Regions from separate parts of the Mus musculus genome. Here region 1 is linked to region 2. The links are chromatin contacts, called in public promoter capture Hi-C maps. All regions are on one chromosome and are shown on one strand. Each heading gives the region's core, a stretch centred on a gene start, on an enhancer-like site or on the middle of the called end of the contact. The rest is flanking DNA. Distances are from core to core; before and after follow the strand shown.

Region 1 (6,808 bases), core at 800-3,299, 6.0 Mb before region 2:
CTGAAGCTTGTCTTGAAATTACTCTGTAATCTAGGCTGATCTTGTACTTTTGATCTTCCTGTTTCAATTTCTTGAGTGGTTGGGAAGCAGTCCTTCTACATCCCGCTCCCCCCTCCCCCATCACTATCTTCTGTAGTTCTTCTTAACTCTTTCTGATGCTGTGTGTTTCTAGCTACCCTCAGGCTACTCCCATGTCTAGTAACATAGAGCTCTTTAGCCAGCTTCAGAAGGACTACAGTAAAGCCTACTTACTATTGTGTAGAGGGGACACGCCATTCCGTCTTCACAGATAACACTGGAGAAAACAGGAATGTTGTAAATACAGGGGTGTCTCCTCTGTTTTCTACCCAGAAAGTTAGGAGTAGATATTATTAATAAGCCGGTGACCTTTGCTATCTGTAGAGCCAGACTTCATCCAAATCCCCCGGAATGTTTATCCCAGACTTTCCCCTCCCTAAACCATTATCCTTAGCTCTCAGTTAATAGAGAACCAGGTGGGATGTCATGTGTCCCCTATACATTTTGGAGCTCACTGACCTCTACCTATCTCAGTGGGAGACCCCACCAGATCCTAGGCTCTTAAGCTACAGAATCCATCTTCACGGTCACATATACTTTGCAAAGGAGTTTCCTGCCTCTTGGCGGTTCAGTTTTCCTCCCAGCCATGAGTGGCCCCTGCACGTCTGCACTCAGTTTTTCCTGACCAGCCATGACCTTGAAGACATTTTTGTGCAGCACATTCCCTGGGCCTGTAGAGCTGAGGTCAGCTCTGCCCTCATGTTCCCTGCCATCTGTAGAATTTGCATCTCTCTGCTGGCTGCTGCCTAGCAAGTGACTCAGTTTCAATCTCAAGACTTTCCCATTTGCAGGGCTGCCAGATGGTTCAGTGGGTAAAAGTGGTTGTGGGCAAGCTTGACAACCTAAGTTTGACCCCTGGAACCCACATAAATGTGGAAGGAGAGCGTTCCACAGGTTGTCCTCTGATCTCTACACACACACACACACACACACACACTACACATATATACACACACCACATACATATACATGTACACAACACACACACTCACACACAATACAACACAAACACACACAACTCATACACAAATACAGACACCATACACAAAAACATACAACACAAACATATACAACACTCAAATACACATAATATACAAACACATACTCTCACATGCCACACACATACCATATACATATACACTCACAAATACACACCACAGACACCACAGGCATACTACACACACCACACACATACACATGTACACACACACCACATATGCATAACACACACAAACACACACAACACTCAAAAACATACAACACAAACACACAAACATGCACAACACTCAAATATACAAACACACACACAACACACACATATACACAAACATAACACTCACCTGACACACAAACACACACATACAAATATACACTTGAACACACACAATGCTCAAACACACAACACACACACATACACACACACACTCATGCGTCTTGACACGATCACATATAAATAAAAAGGGAGTAAAGAGTTCCCATTCAGCAAATCTTTCTTCCCCAGAGCTCTGGTCCTCCCCTCGCCCGTGGAGCTGCTAAGGTATTCATGTCAGTGCTAGATCACTCTGCTCCTGCCTTCGGTGTGATTGCTAGCAATAAGATGTATCAGCAAGCGAAAGCCACCTTCAAGAAGACCTGTTCCTTCCCCAGCCAGCTGGGAGCTCTAGCTCTGGGAAGAAGGGTTCCTGAATGGGAAGTCTTTTACTTCATTATTACTTATTTGTGATGGCGCCCAGGTGCATGAGTATATATGTGTGTGTGTGTGTGTGTGTGTGTGTGTGTTTGATTATTGTGTGTTCAGGTATGTATTTGTGTGTTGTCTGGCTCTAGGGAGCCTGGACAAAGCAGCATGGAAATTCATCAGACATGGAAGACACCCAAGCCAACACGTGACTGCAGAGAATCAATCTGACCCCAAACTTGTGTTCTCCACCACGGCCTCTCATCCACACCATATCTGCTGGTCTCTCGCAGAGGCCCAGAGAGGAAGGGGGCGTGGCCAAGCGTGTGAGACTTTTCTTAGTTTTCTTACTCTCAGATCCTGCTAGGGATCCTGAAGATCGAACACAGGAGGAAACAGGTAAAACCATTTCAATCTTTTCTCTTGTTCTCGACAAGTAAATATGGAGTGGATATGGAGTGGCCTCTGTGTGCTGGCCTCGAGGGCCTGCTGTGTTTTTTCATCTACTTTACAATAGGCACAGACAAACCTCACCCTCCAACGCCTAAACCCCCAACCCCAACCCCTCATCCCTACCCTGTTCTCCCCATCCCTGTCGTTCAGTGTCCCCTTTCCAGGCTTTCTGGGTCTTCTGAGGTAGAAGAAGCTTTTGAGTGCCAGGGAGGAAATGATGGGACCAGGAAGCTAACCTTGAGGCTCTCAGAAGGTGAGCAGATCACAGTTCTTGGCCCTGTTCTAAGCTTCTGGACTTAGTAACTGTTGCTGCTGCACCCTGCTCTACCTCTTCACCCGTCCGGGCCCCAGGCTCAGGTCCCTGCTTCTCATGCTGTAAATTCCTGGGGTTCAGAGCTTCACTCTGGAACTGCCTGCTTCCTGCTCAAGCTTGAGTTCTCCAGCCAGGCTCTGCTAAGGATGTGGCTGGAGGGGCTGCCGGACAAACAGGGTGGTCCAGCACCCAGAGGCTGATTGTCACCACAGCCCTTGTTATAGCAACCCCACCGGTGTGTTAAAGTGTGTCCTCCAGAACAGAGCTTGCAACCCTGCAACGCTTTCATTGGAAAAGATTAAAATAGAGCTCGTGGCCAAAGAAGCATGGCCACTGCCTGTCTAAGCTCTTTAGACAACTTAAGAAGTCCTGCAGTGAAGCCTCCTGTTGAGCTCTGCTTTTCCCAAGTGGCTGTGACTTTGAAGACATCTCTATGTGGTGCATTCCCTGTACCTGGGAAACTAAGATAAGCTCTTCCTCAGATGATCTGCTCCAGCCTCAGCCCACAAACCTCTTATATACACCCAGGCCACACCACCCCCAACCGTGGAGGCAGAACCCAGCCCACGCTCAGCAACTGAACTGGCTTTCCCTACACCTGTTCCTGGTCACCCAGAAGTCCTTACTACCTGTGCCCTGCGGCCTGGGAGAGAAATAGCAGGAGAGAGAGGGAGGTGAGGATGCTGTGCAAGGTATGGGAAACCTTGGGTGGGTGGAAGGGAAGGGAAGCGAAGGGACACAGCTCTGCTCTCGGACACCGGAGACACACTCTGTTGGCACATCCTGCAAGATCCCTGGGGACTCACACAGAGATCACAGCCACATGAATAGAGTTAAATTGTTAAATTTAACTCTACATAAAGTGTAGGATGGTGGAGGCCAAGCTTGTTGGAGAGAGAGAGAGAGAGAGAGAGAGAGAGACAGAGAGAGAGAGAGAGAGAGAGAGAGAGAGAGAGAGAGAGAGAGAGATAAGAGTTGTAAATTAGTTGCCCTTAAATTGATCCGTCAGGCTAGAGCTGTATGCTACTACTTATTTAATACTACTCATAATGACTTGGTAAGCCAGACTAGCTTCAAGCTTGTATTCATAGATCCAGGCTCCAAAATTCTGGGATTTTTAGGTATATACCACTATGGCTGGTCCTATGTATTGCTTCTAAAGCAAGACATTTCTCATGACAATCTGGCTTCTTCCTTATGGTCAGACAGTGGGTGATCGGACAACATGAGGTCCCCATTCCCACCTGCTAACGACTGGCTGTTGTTAGAAAAGGGATGCCTGCCCCTTGCTCCCTATCAGCACCCAGGGCTCAGGAGGCAATCGCTCAGATTTCTCGCTGCTCTAAGGCTTTCCAACTTCCTCCAAATATACTGCACTATGAGTTTAGTTTTACTTTTTGGGCTAGTACTAGTACAATTGAATCTAGATCCTGTGCTTGTTAGGCAGGGGCTCTACCCACATCTCTATCACTATAACTAGACACACCACACACACACACACACACACACACACACACACACACACACACACAAAATCAGGAAGAAAGGGGCCAGAACTCAGGGGACAACAAACAAGATAAGGGAGCAACAAGATGGCTCAAAGGCAAATTCCTTTTGTTGTTCTTGTTGAGACCGGGTCTCAGAATGTAGCCCACGCTGGCCTCAGACTCATAGCAATTCTCCTTACTCAACTTCCTGAATGCTGAGATTACAGTCACATGCTAACACATCCAGTTTACAGACTAATTCTTCCTTCTTTAGGTCCCACCCAGACGAGACACCATGCGCGTCCATTACCTGTGGCTCCTCTTGATCCTAGGTAAGTGCTGAGGCCCAGGCTGGTAGCTGGGTCTGGAGATATCAGTGGATAATGCAGAGAGGGGATGGACCTGGGGCATTGGAGGGGAACCGCAGAGATTCTGTGCTCCTGCTCCACCGTGTGTCTCCCCAGTGTCTCCCTCTCCTACTTCCAGTGGAAGTTCTCACCCCTCAGTAACAACTTCTGACCAGAGTTGTGGCCTTTAGGACACGTGGCTTCGGCTCGGTACAGCTCAGCAAATGATTGGACCGTTGACCATCCCCAAACCCTCTTTGCCTGGGAGGGAGCCTGCATCAGGATTCCTTGCAAGTACAAAACTCCACTACCCAAGGCACGTCTGGACAACATCCTCCTTTTTCAGAACTATGAGTTTGACAAGGCCACCAAGAAATTCACAGGAACTGTCCTGTACAACGCCACAAAGACTGAGAAGGACCCAGAGTCTGAGCTGTACCTTTCTAAGCAAGGGAGAGTAACATTTCTGGGGAACAGAATAGACAATTGTACCCTGAAAATCCACCCGATACGTGCCAATGACAGTGGGAATCTGGGGTTGAGGATGACCGCAGGGACTGAACGATGGATGGAGCCCATTCACCTCAATGTCTCGGGTAAGGCATGGGGAGACAGCCAACTGTTCTAGCGGCAGCAAAGAGGGACCTGCTCAAACCCTGGAGCAAACAGCCAAGGTGCCTATTTAACATATTAAAGAGGGCCTGGCACCAGATTCTCCCAGCATCCCTCAGTCCCTACCTATTACAAAGAATGGCTGGCTCCTGGCCCCCACTCTCTAGCCCATCTCCCCAGCCCAAGAGCCGGGCTGCCCCTCCCCCAGGCTCTTCCCTATATAATCCAGCCATCTGGGTAGCCCACCCTCTTTTACCTCTAGCCCATTTCCTTGGCTGCTGTACCTGGTTCCCCTCTCCCACCCTTCCTCACCTGGCTCGGGGTCATATCCACTCTGGACTCTCCCAGATGTGCCTGCCTCTGGCTATGTTCTCCCTTTTATCTACAATATAATTTCTCTTCCACCACACCTAGGAGCAATCATGTTCTTTCCTTTTTATTTCTCCTTTTCATTTGCTCACCAAATAGGAAGCTTTGATGCACACACACACACACACACTCACTCACTCACATAACTCTCTCACACACACACAGCCAACTGCAGCATGAGCAATTGTCCTACCTCAGGCTTTCTCTCCTCAGCTTGTGTCTGTTCTGGAATCCGTTGTCGAGGCTCTCAGGTTTTCTGAAGCTTTCCAAAGCAGAGAGAGGTCTGGATTTTCAAATCTCTCAGTGTGTTAATGACCAAATTCTTTTAGGCTAGAGGAGAGCACAGGGCTCAGACATGACCTCTAACAACAGCCAGGGGCCTCTGCCCTAGACAGTATCATCACTCCACACTAGAGCTGTCCATGCTGCGTCTCTTGGTGTCACATCATCTGTCAGATGGTCTGGCATGGTGGAGATTTGAGCCCAGGGCCTCAGGATCACCCCACTAAAGGAATGTTGTGCTTGGCTGACTCTAAGTCTGAGTCTGACAAACAAACACGTGCCACCAATGATACATGGAGAATTAAACCAATCAATCAATCAATCAATCAATCAAATCAAATCAAATCACCCTGGGTGATCCTGAGGCCATTAGGAACATAATGGAAGGAGAAAGTGAGAAACAAAGTCAATGTTAAACACAATTTCCCAGCAGGCTTGTGTTCCCAAGGCCTTCCAGAGTAGTCGAACTGACTAAAGAAAGGCTAGCCTTGAAGGGCTTCTTCTGGGGTCACATGGGAGAGGAGGCCTGAAGTCAGGGGTGGACAGCCAGTCTGTGTCCCATCTCCAGCAAGCAGGCCTCTCTCTTCTTTCCCCTTAGAGAAACCGTTCCAACCTTACATCCAGATGCCATCAGAAATCCGGGAATCCCAAAGTGTCACTCTGACCTGTGGACTGAATTTCTCCTGCTTTGGGTATGACATCCTCTTGAAGTGGTTCCTAGAAGATTCTGAGATCACCTCCATCACCTCTTCTGTCACCTCCATCACCTCTTCTGTCACCTCCTCCATTAAGAATGTCTATACAGAGAGCAAGCTCACCTTCCAACCAAAGTGGACGGACCACGGAAAGAGTGTGAAGTGCCAAGTCCAGCACTCCTCCAAAGTGCTCTCAGAGCGCACTGTGCGTCTGGATGTTAAGTGTGAGTCTCCGGGTGGGAAGGATGCTACCTGTCACCTTCTTCCTAAATCCTGTTGCGTTGTACCCAGGGTGGGAAGAGCCTGTGTCCGCTGAAGGTTTAGCTGTCAGTCACCTGTTTCTGCGGTGGCACAACTGTCTCTTCTGTTAGTCCTGTGTCTCAAGACACAGGTTCATTTTAGCCTCTGCCTTGGCCTGAACAATAAGGCAACCCAGTTAAGTGTGGTAATGCAGGCCTGGAATCGGGCACTGGGCAGGGGAGTAAAACACTGTG
Region 2 (7,520 bases), core at 485-2,984:
CCTACCACCTGAAGCACTGTCAACACCACTGCACGCTTGCTTCCAAGAGGGGGTGTGAGGTGCACACCTCAGCTAGGCCTCACCACCCTTCCCTACATCACCCTCCTTAAAAACGTGCTGGCAGGTGGAAGCACCGACCTTTTCCCACACTGTGGAATTGACCTTTTGGTTTTCAGAGGCTGTGTTGAGTCATGGTGGTCCCTGTGCCCATGCCAAAGCCTGAAACAAAGTGGATCCCGTGGACATTTAATATTAACTTATAAACTGCTTCACGGTCTTAAGCGAAGAGGAACTTACTTCCCACGACCAGGGGAATTCTCAGGCAGGGCCCCCCCCTAGCAAAGGCCTGGCCATGAACTGCAACCCTGGCACTACCCAGCAGAAAGAATCCTGCTCCCCTAAAGACTAGAGACAACAGGATGCACAAAGCACCCAGGCAGGATCCAGAGAGACCAGAGGGGCACCCCAAAGTTTTCTTTGGGCACCAGATCTGTAAGTTTCCTTTATAACAGGAGTGGCACTCCCGACCACTCAACCAAACAGGAGTTGACAGTTGTTCAAATCTAAATGCTATAACCGTGGACACAGAAAGCTGTTAAGACTCTCAAGTAAGCAAAATATGGACACTCATTTGCCCTCAGATTTCCTTTCTAGTTTAAAGCTACAGCTATTCAATAATGAGGTCTGTCTCCTGGTGTAGATGGGAGGGGAAGACAGGGTCCCTGCCTGGGGTCGCCCAGGTTCCCACTCCCAGCCAAAGCCTCAGTTCTTACCAGCTCGTGTGTAGAACCAGTTCTCATCATATGGGGCAAGCTCTTTATGTTTGGCCAGCTTGACTGTGTCCACCCATTCGGGGACTTTCAGCTTCCCGGACCTAGAACCAAGAGAATTGAGAAAAAGCACACTTCAAAAATTTCCAAAGATGACTTCAGATCTACTAACCTTTAGCAAGTTAACAAGGTTGGGGGAAAAAAAAAGCAAGAACGAACAGGTTAAAAAGGAAGCATGGTCACCGTAGGCCCAATTCAGAAAAGACCCCCAGCAAGTGGCCAGAGGGATTAATGACACATTGGGGTCACAGCGCACAGGGGTCAGGCCTCAGTTCCAACAAACACTTACTTTTTGAGGAAGGCTGCCAGAGCTCTGACGAACTCCTGCTGGTTAACGTCTTTTACAGTAACTCCGGGCATCTGAGGAAGGGACAAGCATGCCGAGGTCAGGCTTGGTGCAAACCCCTGACGTGGGTCCAGGTCAACACCAACCCTGCTCGTCGCCAGTCCACCCCAAAGCCTCAGCATCCACCCAGCCTCATGTCCCTGCAACTCGGCTCCTGCAGGTCCAACAGAGTTGCCGGGTGCACACGCCACGCGGATCGCAGCACCGCGGCGTGGTGACCGCGTGGGAGAGCCCTCCACACCCCGCTCCCTCAAGCCCACGTTCCGGGCGTCCCACTCACCCCTCCGCTGCCCACCTAACCCTCCGGGCTCCCGGATTGCGGCGATCAGGCATGTCCGGGCCTGCCGCTCGCACGTGGCCGCGGCTCCAGAGGGCGGAGCGACCCCGCGCCGGGCTTCCCGCGGTCCCGGCACGAGCTCTTGGGGCCAGAAAGCCCGGCCCCGTGGCCCCGCGCACAGCCGCGACCCAGAGCCCTCACTCACCGTGCGGCCTCCGCGCTGCCAGCCAGGGGAAAGGGAACGACGGGGTTTCCCGGGCGCACAAGTCGGGCGTCGAGTCTCGCGAGATTTCGGAGTGCTCGCGAGAGCGGCTAAACCAGAGGGCTCCGCCTTTCTGAGGGCGAATATGGCTTCATCTCCACCCAAAATGGGCGGGTCTGTAAGAGGAAGGGGTGGAGAAGCCAAGAGAAGGGACTCGGGAGGAGGATAAGGGATCTGGTTCCTCTTTCCGTTTCCTTGGGCGTGACCGGAGCGAGCTGGGGGAGTCGGCCTTCATTTGAGCCTTGTGTGTCTGGCGGGAACAAGGAGGCGGAAACTTTTGAGGGCGGAAGTGCGGGCGAAGTTGAGCGCGCACGAAAGGAAGGCGGGATTCAGCGCAAGACCCTGCTTCCTGGCCGGAAATGGGAATAGTTACGGGCGGAACCGTGACAGGCAATCCAGGGAAAAGGCACTATGACATGTGGCCACCACCACCTTTTGTGCTAGCATTAGCATTCGCGAGACCAAGAGATACACGGAAGCCCCACCCTTCTTTGGGCGGAAGTTGCTTCAGCTCCATTGACGCTCGCGGAGAGGAAAGAAGGCGTTGGGAGCGGGGAGGAGATTAGGGCGGGGACAAAGGGGTAGAGGCGGGCCCTTGGTGGAGGTTCAGCTCCGCCATCTAGTGCCGGAGTCTGGTTGTTCAGACCGTTAGTCTCCTCGTTTGCCTCTTCTGAGTCATCCAAGCTGACCTGTGCAACTTTATTATATCTGTACCTACCCACCCACCTACCTGCCTATCGTTTGTTGTTTTGAGACAGGATTATCATTAATTTATTTAGCCAAGACTGGCCTGGGACTTTTTATCTAAGGCTGGCTTTGAACTCATGATCCCCCAGCTTAATGCTACGGGAGTGTGTCACTACGCCAGGCTCTCAGTACCTCCCACTCCCACCCCGCAGCGCAGCGCATAAAATATTTGAGGTTGTGTTGCATCCAGACAAATATTATTTAAGATAGAAAAGAGAGGAGGGGCCGGGCGTGGTGGCGCACGCCTTTAATCCCAGCACTCAGGAGGCAGAGGCAGGCGGATTTCTGAGTTCGAGGCCAGCCTGGTCTACAGAGTGAGTTCCAGGACAGTCAGGGCTACACAGAGAAACCCTGTCTCGACCCCCCCCCCCCCAAAAAAAAAAAAGAAACGAGGGGCATTGTGATGGTTCGCTCACTAGGTAGAAGTTCTCCCATACGAGCCTGATTGACCTGATACGATTCTTTGAACCCATCACGGTATAAGAACTAACTACAGAGTTTTGTCCTCTGACTGCCACAGGTGCGTCTCAGAGAAGGGTGTATGTTCACATATCGCACCCTCTTTATACACATACTAAGACTTAAAATTAGAAAAAAATATTAAAAAGAAATGAATTATCAATACATAAGTGAAAAGTTAAGCCAGTTTGAGGGGCCGGAGAGACAGATGGCTCAGCAATTTCAGAAAATCTGACTTCAGTTCCAAACACCTACACTGGAGGGTCACAGTAGCTTGTACTTTCATCTCCAGAGGATGACATGTCCTCTTCTGGCTTCCTCGGGCACGTGCACTCATGTATGTACATATGCAGACACATACACACAAAAGTAAATTTAAAAAAACCTTAAACACTTAAATGGCCTGGGCATAGTGATGCACACCTACGGTCCTAACACTCAGGAGACACAGGCAGGAGGATTACAGCAAATTCGAGGTCAGATTGGTTTACATAATGAGTTCTAAGGCAGCCAAACCAGAACAGCACCAATACAAAAACCATGTATGCGACCAGTAAAGTGCACTTCTGGGGATGTCTGTGAGTGTGAGGACGCTGACAGAATCAATGGATTCACAAATAGGATGCTGCTGGTGAGAGGCTGTGGGAGGTGGAAGATGGGCTTAGCTGGAGGAATGGTTAGAACTGGGAACTCTTCTTCTCTTGCCTGGGGTCTCTTATCTGTGTGGTAGTCCTAGCTCCTCAGCAGGACACACCCAGCATGACAGTGATTTGCTCAAGGACATGGGGCCATGTGGCAATAAACCAGTCCCTTTCCAAACTGAGACAAATGAATAAATCCTTGGGTTGTTTCTATCTGGCATTTGGTCATGGTGACACATGACACATGTTGTGTCAATGGGGATGAATCCTGTGGTAGATGCATGACTTTGGTGTAAGGTCGATAGAGACGCTATTCGAGGAGTTAATATGAAGAAACCTTTTTTTTCCCCATTACTTTCCAGGTCAGCACACACAGCAGTGGGTTCCACCATGGTATTTTCACGCATGTGTGTCTTTTTACACTGTGCCCGCTCATGTCCCCTTGACGCTCCTGCTGGTTCCCTTCCTCCAGCTAGTGAGTCCCTTCTATTTCTGTTCCTAGATTCCACTGCTCTACTTCCCACCTCCCTTAAGATCTCTTCCTCCCATTTTATGACCCCACTTTCTAACTTCATGATCCCTCTCCCCCATGTAAGTACAAAAGCATGATTTTAAATCTAGGTTCTGTACACACACTTTTTGTCTTTTTCAGTCTGGCCAATTTCATTTAACATAATCGTTTCTAGTTCTGTTCATTTTCCTGGAAATGTTATGACCTTGTTTCCTCCTCTTCTTCCTCCTCCTTTTCCTCCTCTTCCTTCTCTTCTTCTTGTTTTGTCTTAAGACAGGGTTTCTCTGTGTAGCCCTGGCTGTCCTGAAACTCACTCTGTAGGCCAGGCTGGCCTTGAACTCAGAAATCCACCTGCCTCTGCCACCTGAGTGCTGGGATTAAAGGCGTGTGCCACCACGCCTGGCCGAAACACTACTTTTTTGTAAAACTAAAAGTAAGCAGAATTAAAAAGAATGGCTTGAGGCAGGAAGCTGATATTACAGTGGCTGGACCTGAGTAGACTGAGTAGGAACACCGTTCCCAAGGCGCTGTAGAGAATGAGGTCGCTCATCATTTACTCGGAGTCCCCCAGAGAGACACTGCACAATAGGCCTGTCCTCTTTGAACAATTATTCTGGGGGTTGGGGACACAGCTTGACACTAGCCTGGCTTAGAGTGATCAAACTGGTACCTCTAAGGAACATAAAGGCCTAAAGAGCTTAACACAGGTACCAAGTTGGATAAAAGGACAGATCTTGCTTTGGGGAAAAGCTCCGGACCTCGTGAGGGTCTACATAGGGTACCGTCACTCTCTACAGAGCATGAACATAGCGTTGCACGGCTAGCTATCCAAGGAGATGGGTAAGTGTGAGCCTACAAGAGTCAGGACAGGAGTTGAGCGTAGCCTGGATGGAATAGGTGTTAGGAGGTCATTTTTCTGCCTGGACTCCAAGTGTGGTCAGAAGTGGGCCACGTTCCTGTAGGGCTGGAGTGACCAGAATGTGGATTTTTCAAAGGACAGAATGTAATATGTACTCTTGAAACAAAACTTGGGTTGTTGTGGGGAGGGGCAAGGAGGGCACTTCACGGTTGGAAACTTATTGGTTTTTTCTGTAGAGCATCAAGGCAGAAGCTTAGCAGCTCAACACTCAGATCAGGCGCCATCCTTTCCTGCTCTTTGGTGGCAGCCACAGGGAAGTGGCCAGTCGGGAAAGCAGTGTTCACAGTCCACTGGCTTCAAGAGGCCTCAGGGCTCCCCAGCATCAGATGAAGGGATCCACTCAGAGAGGTGTCAGTGTGGAAGCCAGAGCAGTGTGTGTGTGTGTGTGTGTGTGTGTGTGTGTGTGTGTGTGTGCATGCGCCACTGTGCCCAGTTTGGGGTAGAGTCTCTATTGTAACCCTGTATAGACCAGAACTGTATACAGTATAGAACTCTCTGTATAGACCTTGAAGTTATAGGGGTTCACCTGCTTCCTCCCAGAACTGGGGAGTGTTAGGATTAGAAGCTTGTGGCACCATACAAAGTTAAATTCCTCCCTGTTCTCAAAGCTGACCTCTGCGCCTTTACCACACTCCCTCAGGCACCCTTTGGGGGTCCACATGATTTGAAAATGACTTGGCTAGTTAATGGTGTGGAAAGCCTTGCTAGGTCTGGCTCGGAGACGAGGAGGGTCCCATAAAAGTGAGAAGTCCTCCTCTCTGCTTCCTCCCCTGTCATTTATTTAAAAGCTATGCACCGCAGCTAACTGCTGCTTTACACTAACATAAACCTTTCTCTTAACTAGCTGATGGGTGGGCGGGATGCATGCAGCAGTGTGCAAGTCAGAGGGTAACATGCAGTTGGCCTTCTACCTCAGTAGGTTCTGGGGCTGGAGCTCAGGGTGGGCTTAGTGGCAGGGCTTTCTTCTCAGAGCCTTCTCGCAGCTGTCCACTCACTTCCCTTTCTTATACCTTTTTCTGTTATCCTTTTTGGCTGTGTGACCTTCACACACTGGGGACCCTTCATTAGCCCCAAGCAGCAGTCTTAGCTGAGTTGAGTTTGCAGTGCTTCCCTGCCCTATGCCTGTGTGGGCTCAGTCATCTGTCACCGGAAGACCAGGGCACTGCTAGCCAGCTTAGGCAGGTCTATTAAAGGGCAATCGTATATCTAAGTTATCACAGGGAGGGACTGAAGGCATGAGGCTGGCTTTAGTCTTTTTGTCTCTTGCAGTGTCCGCGGATGAGAGCTGCAGGTCCGTTATTCTGCCATCTGCGGGGCTGTAGGAATAGCTCGCCTTCTCAAGGCCTTGAGTTAAGAGAACAAGGTGTCTTTGGATGCTCATCCTCTTGAGTGAAAAGAGGGACAGGCACAGGTAATGACAGGAAAACCGTCAGTTATCAGGTCTGTTGCTGAGCTCTGAGTCCCCCCACCCACAGGGGAGGATGGGCTCTTCTGGTCTTCCCAGGATTGTATTAACTCACCAGGAGTCCTTTGTGCAGTGACTTAAAGAGGACTTGCACAACAACAGCACAGGAGCATAACAAACATTCCATTATTAGCTGGGCCTGGTGGCTCTTTGTAATTCAGCACTCAGTAAGTTGGGGGTAGGAAGAGTGTCCTGAGTTTGAGGCTAACTTGGCTTACAAAATGAATTGAAATGGGTTCTAAATGGGTTAGAGTTAGACCCCATCTCAAAACCAACCAATTAATCCTGGAGAGATAGTACAGTGGTCAAGCACATGGGCTGCAATTCCAGAGGACTTGGGTTCAATTCCTAGCAGCCATTAGGTCCTAATTCCAATTCCAGAGGGGCTGATACCCTTTTCTGGCCTTGGTAGGCACTGCATGCACACAGTACACAGACATACATGCAAGCAAAAGGCCCTCGCAATAAATAAGAAAAAAAGTAAAGCTTTTTAAAAAGTTGCACTGTGAGTCTATGGGGTATTGCATATCTTTAATCCCAGCATTTAGGAGGCAGAGGCAGGTGAATCTCTGAGTTCAAAGTCAGCCTGGTCTACAGATTGAGTTCTAGGACAGCCAGGACTACACAGAGAAACCCTGAACCCCCCCCCCACCAAATCCACACACACATACACAAACGGACTGTGTTTTATGTTGTGATACTAATATTAACATGAGATCTTGGGGATAAGCAAGAAATGAAATTGTTAAATAGTCATGTGTGTATTTATGGTATATGTGTGTATGTATGTGAATGTGTGAATATATGTGTGTGTAAATGTGTGTGTGAAGCTGGCAAAGGATCGACTGTACTGGTTCGTTTCTCAACTTGACACAAGCTGGGCAGAAGCCCTCAATTCAGGAGATGTTCTCACGAGGCTGGCCTGCAGGCATGTGTGTGGAGTAATTTCTTGATAATGATTGAAGTAGGAGAGTCCAGCCTACTGTGTTGATAGCAACCTTGGGCAGGTAGTTCTAAATTGTGTAAGGAAGCAGGCTGGGAAAATCACGATGAACAAGTCAGG

The links. Promoter capture Hi-C pulls out the DNA fragments that hold promoters and counts their contacts.
Region 1: a contact with region 2 is called in a promoter capture Hi-C map of pre-B cells, with 4 times the contacts expected there. The contact joins the promoter of Cd22 here to the promoter of Rps19 in region 2. A contact is called at or near these places in 2 of 39 promoter capture datasets (maxillary cranial neural crest and pre-B cells).

Annotation. Positions count from the first base shown.
Region 1 is chr7:30,875,583-30,882,390 of GRCm38.p6, reverse strand. Cd22 (CD22 antigen) reads left to right here and starts at 2,049. Exons shown (of 16, transcript NM_001043317.2): 1 at 2,049-2,155; 2 at 2,374-2,462; 3 at 3,051-3,196; 4 at 4,284-4,341; 5 at 4,548-4,952; 6 at 6,218-6,538. The coding sequence starts at 4,305. It overlaps D7Ertd128e (a long non-coding RNA gene), which reads right to left and starts at 438. Exons shown (of 3, transcript XR_881941.3): 1 at 253-438.
Region 2 is chr7:24,878,806-24,886,325 of GRCm38.p6, reverse strand. Rps19 (ribosomal protein S19) reads right to left here and starts at 1,734. Exons shown (of 6, transcript NM_001360119.1): 1 at 1,659-1,734; 2 at 1,120-1,190; 3 at 774-874. The coding sequence starts at 1,190.